Regions from separate parts of the Rattus norvegicus genome. Here region 1 is linked to region 2. The links are chromatin contacts, called in public Hi-C maps. All regions are on one chromosome and are shown on one strand. Each heading gives the region's core, a stretch centred on a gene start, on an enhancer-like site or on the middle of the called end of the contact. The rest is flanking DNA. Distances are from core to core; before and after follow the strand shown.

Evidence for each region. Hi-C and Micro-C count contacts between places; a contact is called where the count stands out from the background.
Region 1: a contact with region 2 is called in a Hi-C map of psoas muscle, with 4 times the contacts expected there. The contact joins the promoter of Zfp503 here to the enhancer-like site in region 2. A contact is called at or near these places in 6 of 12 Hi-C or Micro-C datasets (the A7r5 cell line, Schwann cells, kidney and 3 more).

Annotation. Positions count from the first base shown.
Region 1 is chr15:2,358,675-2,364,924 of GRCr8, forward strand. It overlaps Zfp503 (zinc finger protein 503), which reads left to right and starts at 3,776. Exons shown (of 2, transcript NM_001107250.1): 1 at 3,776-4,536; 2 at 5,225-6,250. The coding sequence starts at 4,228.
Region 2 is chr15:1,274,807-1,281,289 of GRCr8, forward strand. Lrmda (leucine rich melanocyte differentiation associated) reads right to left here. Exons shown (of 7, transcript NM_001109441.1): 7 at 333-473. The coding sequence ends at 394. Among named protein-coding and RNA genes, the nearest start is that of Trnat-agu13, 630 kb to the right of the region's middle. Within about 2 kb of position 2,580, at least 19 of the 93 cell types and tissues checked have an H3K27ac peak or open chromatin away from gene starts, as enhancers often do. A contact at or near this core is called in Schwann cells, where this site is marked.

The sequences.
Region 1 (6,250 bases), core at 2,526-5,025, 1.1 Mb after region 2:
AGCTTGAGCGTGACCATCACCTCAGTGGCCCCTGTAGTCTCAGGCCTAACTATAGTCTGGTGGGGAACGAATGGGTCCAGCAGCCTCAGCTTGCTCTTCCCCTCACCCCTCCAGAGAGATTGCTAGGCGAACAGAACCTGGGTGTAGAGACCCCTGGGGGCCTGCGCCGGTCCAGGACTCTTATGGCGCTCTGGGCCAGGCTTTCCAGCTCGCCGGGCCTGACCTGTCAGGCGGATTATCTTCGAGGGAGATTAATAGGGGAGGCGGGCTGCAATAATAATCGTTTTGTTTGATGTGACAACTCTGATAGGCGTTGATTTACTTACAAACTGATAGGCTTTTAATTGAGCGCCTCTGCCGAGCCAGAGATGAAAGGGAAGCGGTGGTGAAAGGCGGCCCGCCTGCCCTCCGGCCTCAATACTGATTAGCCATCTCGACAGTGAATAGTTCAAGGCATTTTCAAACTTTTTTCCTCAGCTCTCTTCCCTTCCGCCTTCTCCCCTCCACCTCCTCCTCAAATATCTGCCATGCCCACACCTTTTTTTTTAAGAGAGAACAAATCATGTCCATTGTGTGCAAATAAAATCCGCAGGACATCCAAGCCAACCACCTCTAAGGGTTGGAAGCATTAGGCCTAGCCTGAAGTAATTAATAACTACCCCCCCAACTTCCATAGCTTGCTCAGCCTTCAGGGATTTGGCCTCCCTTGAGAGGTGCGCGGGGTTAGATGCTGGGGCCTCTCCAAAGCCCGGGGAACGCAGACCCCCAGCCCCCCTCCCCCCGTGCGCTCTGACCTTCCCAGTTGAGTTTTAACGCGGCCAGAGCTCACCGAATACGGCGCATACCTGTGAGCGCGCGTAATGTATGTGGGACAAGAGCTATTCCACGACTCTAACAGTCTTGAAGAGTTGGAGTGGCCTCCCTTGAACTGCCCAGTGCAATGAGAAAACTACTGGAATTGGAGAAAACGAGACACACTGAGTCTAGAAACTGAACCCCGGAGCGAGGGAGGACACCCCAGGCCTGCGCTCGCTCCTGCTTTCCTGAGCTCTGTCCACAGCGCCAGCGTTCAGTGTCCGGGCCTATCATATAGGCCAATATAGCAGGTGGCCCAAGGCCTAGCTTGCTATGCTGGGACCACAGGAGCTGGCCAGAGGGTGACACCTTCACAACTGAACAATGAGGGACACCGGCCGGCGCTAACACCCGCAGGCTACAAGCAGCTTCAGAGACTTTGCCCAGCAGTTTGGTGCTGCCATTCTGGCAGACTATAAGCTGGACTCTTGTCTCCAGAGACCATCCAGGCACCTTCACAATAGTGCCTGTAATCTTGCCATAGTCTCACAGACTTACCGTTCTCAATTGTCGCCGGAGCATCACAAACCGCCGGTATTCTTAACACACACACACACACACACACACACACACACACACACAGCCCCAGCACAAACCGCCTCTCTTCTTTCCAAATTAACATTAACCGAGTTACCATCCCATTAACTTTGCCAACCTCAAGAATCAAGGAATAAAATCAAAACTCTGTGAAAGAATACTTACGAGAAAATTATAAAACCTTCACCCCAGAAAGTTCGTGAGTGAGAGACAGAAACATAAGGGAAAGGGGGACTGGAATGGTGGGAAAGGAATAGGCTAGCAAACCGAAGGAAAGTCCCCAACCAGCCCCCTGAGCGTACCCGGTTCAGCTCAGGGTGTGCGGTGGTCGGAACCCGGTCTCCAGGCTGGGCCCCCGCCCCTGCGTGGGGCGCAGATCCGCTTCGGGCTCCTAGCGCTCCCAGCACCACCATTTATCAAAATGACTTGACAACAAAAGAAGAGCTCTGCGGAAAAGTGGGGGGTGGGGGTGGGAAACTCAAAGTCTCCCAAGTCCCTCTGAGCAAGGGGGTGTTTCCTCTTCTCACCCCCTTCTACTTTCTATGAGTTTCTGGAGGTGACTCGGGAGCGGACGCTACAAAAGTCCAGAGAATTCGCCCAGCGGCTCACCAGTGCTTAGGCACGAGTGCACCCAGATCCAGGTACAAGTCAGCAAGCACAGCGCCTCCCCTCTTCTTTCCAAACAGCCCGAGTGACGGCGCAAATCGAGGGGAACGCCGAAGTCCCGCTCCGCTTGCCTGGAAGAACCGGTTCCCACAGGCGAGAGGCAGAGTTCCTCCCTCTCGAGTTCCTTCCCTCTCCTCTCCCCGTACAGGTCAATCCTGTCTGGACGGTCCACTTTGTCCCGTCGAGCTGCACGATATAGTCCTGGCTCCCAGGACTGTCGGGATGGCGAGCGGAGGGGAGTGGCGAAGGACCCGGGAGAAAAAGAGAGCGAGCCTGAGACCTGTTTGCCTATGCACATGGTCAGGCCTCTTCCCTTAAGCTATTCAACTCTCGCTATGAACTCGGGTCACAGAATTGAGGAGGGTTATCCCACAAGTAACCTCCAGAACTCGGGCTCTATTTGGTGATGTGGCTCTTTAGAAAGAAGTTGCCCGAGTTTGGGGTCAGAATGCTACCGAGGTCGGCAGCTGGACATCCTCAAGTTACGTGCCTGGGAGGGATTATGCCAGAGAGGCGGGAAACCTCCGTGTGAGACGTCGCCTCCAGCGCCGTTCTTAAGTACCAAGCAGACCCGAACTGGGCGACCCGGGTTGACCGAAGCACCCAAAGGTGGAGGGTGTGTCTGTCTGGACAACCGGAGAGGGAGTGAGCACATCCCAGGCCGGTGCGCTGGACTCCGCGTCCGAGATGCACCTGCGCACTTTACTCTCACTATTTCATTTTCCTGACAGTGGACGCCTCTTTCCCCTTTCTTTCTTTTTCTTACACACCCTGCGCGCGCGCGCGCGCGCGCGCACGCACACACACACACACACACACACACACACACACACACACACACGCACGCACACACAGGTCTCAGCAGGCTGCTGCTCTTCCCCCTCCTTCAGCTCCTTCTCTGTCTTCTTCCTTCTCTGTCTCTCTCTTTTTCCCTTCAAGTCTCACCCGCCTTGTAATCAGCAACAAAAGCTGACATAAATCACGGGCAGATTGACAAGAGCTGACAAATAACTGATTGATTGCGGTCGAGGCACATTGACAATTGATGGAGGGGTGGAGATGCCCAGAAAAAAGGGGGGTGCGGGGGGGGAGAGTAGCAAGAGGAAAGCAAGAATGGGGGGACTGAAGTGTGAAACAGGGGAAACATGTGACCCCCGCGCCTGCCCCAATCTGAGCGTCCTCGGGTGTCACGTGACCGGGAAGGGCGGAGAGCCCCGCGCACGTCGCGAGGACGAGCAGCCACCGCCTCCGTTGCCCTTCTAGCTTCTGGTTTCTCTGTTGCTGAACCTCCAGAAATCCAAGCGGGCGGGCAGACTTCCTGCAGCATCAATTCTCCACCTTTCCTTACCCGGGTGGCCGCGCTACGCGAAATCTCGATTTCTGAAAAGAATTTTTTGTGTACAGGCCCCACTCATCCCAGGAGTTGACTGTTCCGCAGGTATCCACACTCCCGCCAGCATTTCTTCTTCCGAAGTCTCTTAACTCCCTCGCACTCCCTCCCTCCAAAGGTTTCAGTTTGTTTTCTTGCTGGGAAAACGAAGAACGACGAGGAGAAAAAAAGAAGGAAGGCGGTAGATGACAAACGTAGAATAAATGTCCAGCTCGTCCGGGTAGCGAAATGGAGGGAGGGGACAAGCCGAGGGGCGGTGAAGAGGGAGCTGCCCATTAAAACCAGCTCTGAGAGTCCTGGCGGCGGCGGCAGCGGCGGCGCGGGACGCGTCACATCCCCTTGACCCTCCAATCACCTCGGGCTCCCATTTGATTGGAAGGCGGCAAAGGCTTTAATCTCCCCCTCCGTGCAGCTGCTTTTGAAGTGAGTTTCCTCGCCAGAGCCCCGGCTGGACAAGCAGCGGCTCACGTCGCCGAGCGCAGCGCCGGCTCGGGGCCGGAAGAGCGCAGCGCAGGGCACAGCCCGAGACAGACACCGCGCACCGCGGGGGCACTCCCGCAGTCCATCCTGCTCTTCTAGCCCCGCCACGGCTCCCCTGCGGGCCACCCAGGATTATTCGCTTCTGACTCCAGGCGGCGAGAAGGCGCGCGGGGCTCCCGCGTCCGCCGCGCCAGCTCCTCCTCCAGCTGCTCCCGCTCCCGGGGCGAACGCGCAGCCCGGAGCCCGCCCCGCGCGTCTCGGAGCCCTCCCCCCGCTGCTCCCATGCACGCGGGTGGGTCATGAGCACAGCGCCCTCGCTTTCTGCCCTAAGAAGCAGTAAGCACAGCGGCGGCGGCGGTGGCGGCAGTGGCAGTGCGGACCCTGCCTGGACCAGCGCGCTTTCTGGAAATTGCTCCGGCCACGGCCCAGGCTCCTCCCCGGCCGGCAGCACCAAGCCTTTTGTGCACGCCGTGCCCCCCTCTGACCCCCTGCGCCAGGCTAACCGCCTGCCCATCAAGGTGCTGAAGATGCTGACGGCACGGACTGGCCACATTTTACACCCAGAGTATCTGCAGCCCCTGCCTTCCACGCCCGTCAGCCCCATCGAGGTAAGGACCTTCTCTCAGGGTGAAGCTGGGACCCCTACCAGGGCTGCCTTCCTGTAGGGTTTCTTCCCCCCTGGGATCTGGGGCGCGCGGGGTGGGGTGGAGGGGCAGTCGGAGTGATTCAGCTCTAGGATGGGAGGAAAGGACAGCGCTTCCCCAACCTTAGTCGGAAAAGGGCAACGGGATGAAATTGGGTGCAATTTCTAAGGGGCAAAGCCACACAAACTTGTCCTTTCTGTATTAAAGTCCCTATGTCCCTAGCCCTCCCCCATCGGCCCCTAGGCGGACAGGGGCCTGTATACTCTTCCAAAGTCGCCTTCCTCCGGCTCTCCGAAGCGAATATATTTACACAGCCTCGGAGGCGCCAACCGCTCAAGCCCTTACTCTTTAGAGTCAAGGCGTGTGTGCGGGGAAAGAGGGTACAGTTCTGGGTGTAAGGAGATGAAAACCAAAACATTTGGGAGAGATTGTTTCCTAATCTAAGTAGTGCCTAAAGAATGCAGGGAGGATCCTAGAGCGGTCAGGGGACTTTGGCATCTTTCCCATGGAGTGGGGTGCCGCTTAGAATTGCGCCTCGAAGTTGAAATGCTTTTCGCGGGCTGTGGCCGAGGGCAATAGAACCTTAAGTGCAGGATTCTAAAGGGTTTCTCTTTCTTTCTCTGTGTGAACCCCTCCCCATCTGACTCCGCAGCTGGACGCCAAGAAGAGCCCACTTGCGCTGCTGGCTCAAACATGTTCGCAGATAGGGAAGCCGGACCCTTCGCCCTCTTCCAAACTCTCCTCGGTCGCCTCCAACGGGGGCGGCGCGGGTGGTGCAGGCAGCGGAGCCGGGGGCGACAAGGACGCCAAGTCGGGCCCCCTGAAGCTGAGCGACATCGGCGTGGAAGACAAGTCGAGTTTCAAACCTTACTCTAAACCCGGCTCAGATAAGAAGGAGCCGGGAGGCGGCGGCGGAGGCGGCGGTGGCGGCGGCGGCGGCGGGGGTGTTGCTGCGGAGAAGTCAGGATTCCGGGTACCGAGCGCCACCTGCCAGCCATTTACGCCCAGGACAGGCAGTCCCAGCTCCAGCGCCTCGGCCTGTTCGCCGGGAGGCATGCTGCCCTCCGCCGGGGGCGGCCCGGAGGGCAAGGACGACAAGAAAGATCCGGAAGCTGGCGGCGGTGGCAGCAGCAAGGGCTCCGGGGGCGCCCCGGCGGACGGGGTACCTGCCGGGCTGGCGCATGGCCGGATTAGCTGCGGCAGCGGAATTAACGTGGACGTGAACCAGCACTCCGAAGGGGGTCCAGGAGGCAAGGCTCTAAGCTCGGACTGTGGTGGCTCTTCCAGCTCCAGCTCGGGTTCGGGTCCCAGCGCACCCACCTCGTCGTCGGTGTTGGGCTCCGGTCTGGTAGCCCCGGTATCTCCCTACAAGCCGGGCCAGACTGTGTTCCCTCTACCCCCCGCGGGCATGACCTACCCAGGCAGCCTGGCTGGGGCCTACGCTGGCTACCCGCCCCAGTTCCTGCCACACGGTGTGGCGCTCGACCCCACCAAGCCTGGCAGCCTGGTAGGGGCTCAGCTGGCAGCGGCCGCAGCCGGCTCTCTTGGTTGCAGTAAGCCAGCGGGTTCGAGTCCTCTGGCTGGGGCATCGCCGCCATCAGTGATGACAGCCAGTTTGTGCCGGGACCCATACTGCCTCAGCTACCACTGCGCCAGCCACTTGGCCGGGGCTGCAGCT
Region 2 (6,483 bases), core at 1,330-3,829:
CTTGACTCAGAATGCAAGCCCAGGAGAGCTTCTCTCACTATACCACAGCTTGTGAGCAAGCCTGAGGAGGCCCCAGGTGCGACCCCTGCTTGCCTGTGAGCAATAGAGAGACCAGGCAATCTGTCATGGTGTTCCTGCTGTCAGCCCTGGTGCTGCGCCACTACTATCTGTCACCCTGGTGGATGAGACCTGCTTAAGGGGCAATCATGTCAATCTCTCTGTGACCACTGAGTCTAAGGGAGGTAGATGACTGTGACAGGCCTGGCAAAGTAGGCACAAGGTACTGAAAGGCAGAAGTCACAGCCTTCTTAGAGAGACAGGAGGCAGCCTGTGGTTTTTCTTGCTTTTCCATTTTATTGTCATGAAATCGGCTAACGTGTGCAGAATTTAGCTTCAGAGCTGGTCATCTCGGATGAACCTGTTACCCTCTGAGTTTCTTCCATAGTACAAATAACGACCTTTCCCCAAGATACCTGTAAACAGAAAGGAAAATCATTACTGGTGGCACAACTCATATAGTTCAGAAATCCAGTTATTATTACAGGCATGCATGATGATTGCTAATTTGATGGGAGGTAGATTAAGATGACAAAGACTGTACCTTTTGGTCCATAGAGTTGACCTTGTATTGAAATGTTACTACCAAGTATAGAGTGCTAGAAATAACAGCTTTACGTGTGATTTCTTTGCATAATTAGAAATTTCCTAATTTGACAAATGGTTCCCCAAAATATAGCATGATTCCCACCCCCCCCAGATTTCCTCAGTTTAGAACTAAGAATAAAAAATTAAGTTTAAATTAGATGAACCTAGCCCAAGCGAAGGCCACAGGATAATCTTTGTAGAATGTGACTATCTTGAAGTCCTTTATTGGAAATCAATATTGTTGACTTCCAGAGAGAATTTTCAAAATCCTGGGGTCTTCAAGTCCATGCTGGGTGATTAAAGAAGAGAGGCTGTGCTGATTGAAGACTGTACAGACAGTAATAAGTGCCATTGACATTAGATGTCCCCACTGCTAGGCACCACATTGAGGTTGAGGCAACTCATCTCTCCTGTTAAAAAGATCTTGATTTTCATCTTCAATTTCAATTTTATATATTCATATATAATTTCTGGCTCTTTATGAAACTTTCCTGTCCTTCATGGTGGTTGTGGGACACTTCATTATGAAGCACAGCATTAGAAGAGGGGCAGATGCACTAATCAACTCATCCTTACATATTACATATACCCCCAACAAAATGTCCTATGCCTGGAGGTGCATGCCTGTCACCCTAGTACTTGGGTGGATAGTAAAATGATGGTGAGTTGGAGTCTAACCTTAGCTTCATAGTGAGACTCTTTAAAAAGAGAAATCAAGAGCCAAGGCAGTAACTTGGAAAAATAGTACTTGCCTAGAATGTGGAAGTGTCTGGTTTTGATGCTCATCACTACAGAATAAATATCCAGAAGGCACCGGCTATAGTTAAAAGTCTATAAGATTATTTTAAAAAGTGTTCCCACAAGAAAATATTTATAACTTCTGTTGGCCAACGTCATCCTTTTTTACCATCCTTTTTTTTCTTTCCAATCTTAGAAGAACTACCCTAAAATTCTCTTGCATAGAGTTGCCTGAGGACAAATGAGACTTAAATCTCTGAAGTACACAGGAAACAAAGAAAGGAAATAGTTATAAAAGAACAATGCATGAGCCACACCCCTGCCTGTGATAGTCACCCTCTGTGCACATGATTCGTATTTCCTCAGATTGGCGGTGTGATAGCAGTACTCAGCACTCTTCATTGATCTGAGATCAGCCATGTTCTCCACATGACATGCTAGTGTTACAAACTTATACACTTTGTGTGTGTGTGTGTGTGTGTGTGTGTGTGTGTGTGTGTGTGTATGTATGTATGAATTAGTGTGCGTGTATTGTAGTAGGTATGTGGATGTGGGTATGTGTACGTGTGTATGGATGTAGGTACATGTGTATATGTGTGTAGGGGGATGGGTATAGGTGCATGTGTATTAGGTATGTGTACATGTATATATCTATGGAGGTCACAGGTTGATGTCAGTTAACTGTCTTCCTCTTTTTACACAAATACCATCTACTGGGTTGTTTGTTTGTTTGTTTGTTTGTTTGTTTTGTTTTGTGTTCTCTTACTGGCCTGGAGTACATGGATTTGGATTTGGCTAGACTGGCTGACCAACAGGCTGCTAGGTTCCTTCTGCCCAGCTCTATCTTTGAGAATACAGATGTACACAGCTGTACACTGCCTTTACTTTATATGGGCACTGGGGAATCAAACTCAGGTTCTCATACTTGCATTGCAAGTACTTTTTCAATGCACCTCTACATTCCCTAAACTTCGTTCTTAAATAAGGATTAAAATGTCATGTAGAAACTTTTAAGGGTAGTGTAGATCTGCCCTGCATTGGATAATCAGAGGCAAACTTGAAAATTACCCAGGGCCAGGAGCTCTCGGAGTTGGAGGAGGAACAGGATGACATCATTTGGGACCTGGCTCTTTTCTTGCTGTGTTGCCATAGACGGCTTTATTGTGGGCTTCTCTTCCTGCTTGACTTGGCTTTCCTGTCCCTCCACGTCCCTAGTCCCCAGTTTCTGGTTTTCGGTATTGGTCTAGTGCCTGGAAATACTGAGCTTGTGTGAAACCTCACTCAGATCTTTCTTGTGACCCATTCTTTCAGCTCTTGGCACAGAGCTGCTCCCTTTATTGTATTTTGTACTGCCTAGAGTTGTGCTGACATCATCATTAATGCCAGAACCCTGGTGGTCTAAGGGCTGGGTTGGTCACATTCTACCTCCCTCAGTGGCTTGGATGAGTATGCCTCAGAGGCATGGGAAACCCCACAAAAGACTTAAAAAGGTCTTAAACCTGGCTGATTCAAGCAACCCTCAAAAAATCTGGAGGCACAGTACAAAGGATGTCAATTTCTTTCTACGGTACCAGTACAGCATGCGTTTTCATAAAAAGATGGGGATAGGGCTGCCAGATATTGTAAGGAACACAGTCCTTCTCATGAGCAAACTGCATGACAGGCAGTCATGTGCACACACACACCGCTGTCTACCATGGCTGCACTCCTTTTCATAAACTTGTCTGCACATTTGGGCAGTCTATATCTTTTCTCTCCATCCTTCTCCATGCTGAATTTCCACTCTAGACGCAAACAGATGGAAAACAGTGTTCCTGGAACATAGGCCTGGGATACATTCTGAGCCATGCTCACACATTTATGGTTGGCACTGATAAAAGTCCTTTTTAAGGCCTGCCCTGTTTCTTTAGGCCTGGAAGCAAGACTGTTTATAGACATCCTGGCGAGAGAGGGCTGTTTGATGAATGCAGGAGGCAGCGGCTAGGTGTCAGCACTTGGAAAATGAGGCAAGGCCGTGAGTTATTAATATTGTCAATGATCTCTTGATGGGAAAACAGATACTGCACTCACTGTCAGATTTAAATAGACATTGAGTGCGTTAATGACAAAAGGGCAGACTTCAAACAAAGGGGCTGTGTGCTGGGAAGCCGACTTGGTCTCTGGGCTGGCACTAACCTGATCTGAAAAGACACTGTCAGGACTGGAGACAGGCCCAGGATTGTGCATGGTGACAGAAAACAGAGATGCTGACAGAGATACCAGCGCCATATTATGCCAAGGACATCCAAGTACTGTCTAGGACTCTAACGCAAGCTGACATCACTTCCTAACATGCAATCCTTTTTCCTCTGCTCCTGAAGTACTGGCATATTTCTTCTACACATCATTCCAAAACTAGCCATGCCCATCAAGCTCCTGGCAGCTTTGGTCTGTGGGAGCTATGGGGTCAGGGCCTACAGATAACCTATCTCACCCTGGGCTGTGCAGGGGATGACATTTCCTCATTGATATCTGGATGGCTTACGGTGACCAGAGGACTGATGTGTAGTTAAACTCTTGTAGGCTGGGGCTGCTTTGGGAAGGCCCAGGGGTGGCCTGGGCAACCCCAAATAAAACCTAGCTGCTGGTGTTTTCCTGGGGATGAGGGTGCTCAGCCTAGAGACATACAGATGATTAAATTAAGCTAGCCTTGTCCCTCATACATTCTCTGTGGGAGCCAACAGTAGGGAGGCAACTACTCAAAATATTTGACTTTTGGACCTTAAAAACAAAAAGAAGACATTAAGAAGGGAAAAGGGAGCAGCCTGGTACAAACCCATATGTGGCCAGAGGACTTTTATTTATCAAGGAAGTCATTTATGAAGTCATAGTTTTGATCATATGGGTAGCTCCTGTCCCCACTCCAACCTTCTTCCTCAACTAGAAAAACTGCCCAAGGCTGTGAAAAGCTGCAGAAGGGGCCATTTGTTTGCACTTTGTATTTTCACAGGGAGGTTCTCAGAGGCTGGAATTTGGGATGTGGTTGTGAGTCAGTAGGCCGTAGCCTCTGACACATCTGCAATGGATTCTGTTTATCTCCTCAGACTCCATGATTGCAGAAATGGATGGAGACACCATATTTAGTGGCATGCAGAGTGTTTTTAATTACAACACAAGGCTTTGGCCATAGTGAGGCAGGCTGGCTATATATCAGGCCAATGTGCAGATGTCGGTACGGGGGTTTTTTTGGGGGGCTCTGAAAAACGGCAGTGCACTGTCCCCCGGGGGATTTTCTCCTGCCAGATGAGACTCCTAATTTTTCTTAAGTAGCCAGTTTTTCCCATCACATAAGCTCTTAAAGCTATAATTATGAAAAAAATGCGTGGGGGAAAATCTGTTTTAAAGAGGTCCTTTATCTTTTCAATGCTCCTATCCTCTGCACTGAGTGTTCTGATTATGCAGGTTTGCACTGCCTAGTGAGTGGGAATAGGCCTCTTTTCTTAGATACCCACTGTAGTGACAGGGACCATTCTAGAGACATAGCTGGGGTGGGGATCCTGGCATATCCCTCTACAAGTCCAGTATAGATTCCATCCTGGCTTCTCATCCTACAATCTGTCCCTCATGTCTATTGGCCACGGACATTGACCCCTTATTGCCCCTGTCTTTCCCATTTGTAGATGAAGACAAAGATAACCATGGCAGGTCCTTTTGAATTGTGAAATAGGCAACATGGTACTTTTAACATTACTTTTGTGAAGTGGGGGCATTGGGTCCTTATTTCCTATGGAGGAGGTATGATCAATGTGACCAATTATACTGTTAAGTCTTAGGATACATGTATTCATATCCCAATAATATAGCACCAATCAGAGTACTGAGTTTGAGTCCAAACTCTTCTGTGGATATGTCAGCAACTCAGAGTTCATATTCCCTGTTGGGAGTGCTGACCACCAACAGCCCTATATCTCACTAGCTTTGATATAATGCCATGTCTCCAGAGACTACCCCATCAGAGTGTTTGAGTTTACTTTTGATGCAGATCAAACCACTAATTTGTAAAATAGAAAAATGAAGTCTTAACCTTTTTGATACTTGTGATAATCACCACTTTAAATGTTCTTGTCTTGAGCATGAGTGTAGTGCCACACTGACAAGGAGACTATACTCTGACTGTGGCCACGTGACACTTACTAGACAGTGGCAAAAATAGCAGAACAGAGATCTCTAATATCTCAAAAGAAAGGAAGGACACAGAATTATGTGGTCTTGGCAGAAAATGATGGCATGTTCTGAAGAGGGAGAGAAGGCCTGTAGCAGAGAAAGAAAATGTAGCAGTAGAGTCCCTCTGGGCCAATGTGGAAGTTTCTAGAACAAAATAACCATGGGATACTATGTAAATCCATATCCTTCCTCCTCCACTTCCTAATAACAGAGTATGGTACAGGGGAGGTTAGGCAATCTGCTAAATACATTTAGGAACTTACACATACATATACACACACATGTACATGCACATATCTGCATGTATATCTGCATAAACATTTTAAACAGATCCTATCAAATTTGTAATTTTTAGTCCTGTATCCTTTTATCTTAAACCTCTGATATGACCTTCCTACATTTCAAACATTAAAAAAAGTAGGCAGCTTAAATATATGCCTTAATAAAGGAGAGGCAGGGTACCAGGACAAGAGTTTCTGTTTTTCAATACTGATGATATTGTCATTTTCAACACCTTTCCCCCTCAAAAAATACAGTAATCCCAGTGTCTGACTGGAAGGAGAAAAGTGAAGTGAATACTATCTGGCTTTCAGAGCTAAAAACATCATGCACCAGAAAGGAATGTCCTGTTCCCCACGTGCCTGGGTTTTTGGTGCATAGGAGTCAAGTTGTACCTAGAAAACGAAGAAGCACAAACGGTTTACATCCTTGAGAAAGTGTTCTCTCAATAACCTAATCTCAGCCACGTGACGTGTTACTGGTTCTCTTGTGGATTTAAGAGGGAGCTAGCAGGGTCACAAGCATACAGGTCCCACACAAGGTTCAGTATAAGTTGCTATAAGCAAAGTGACAGGAAGAAAGATACCATGTAGGGAAGCAGTTTTTCTAGAAGAAGAA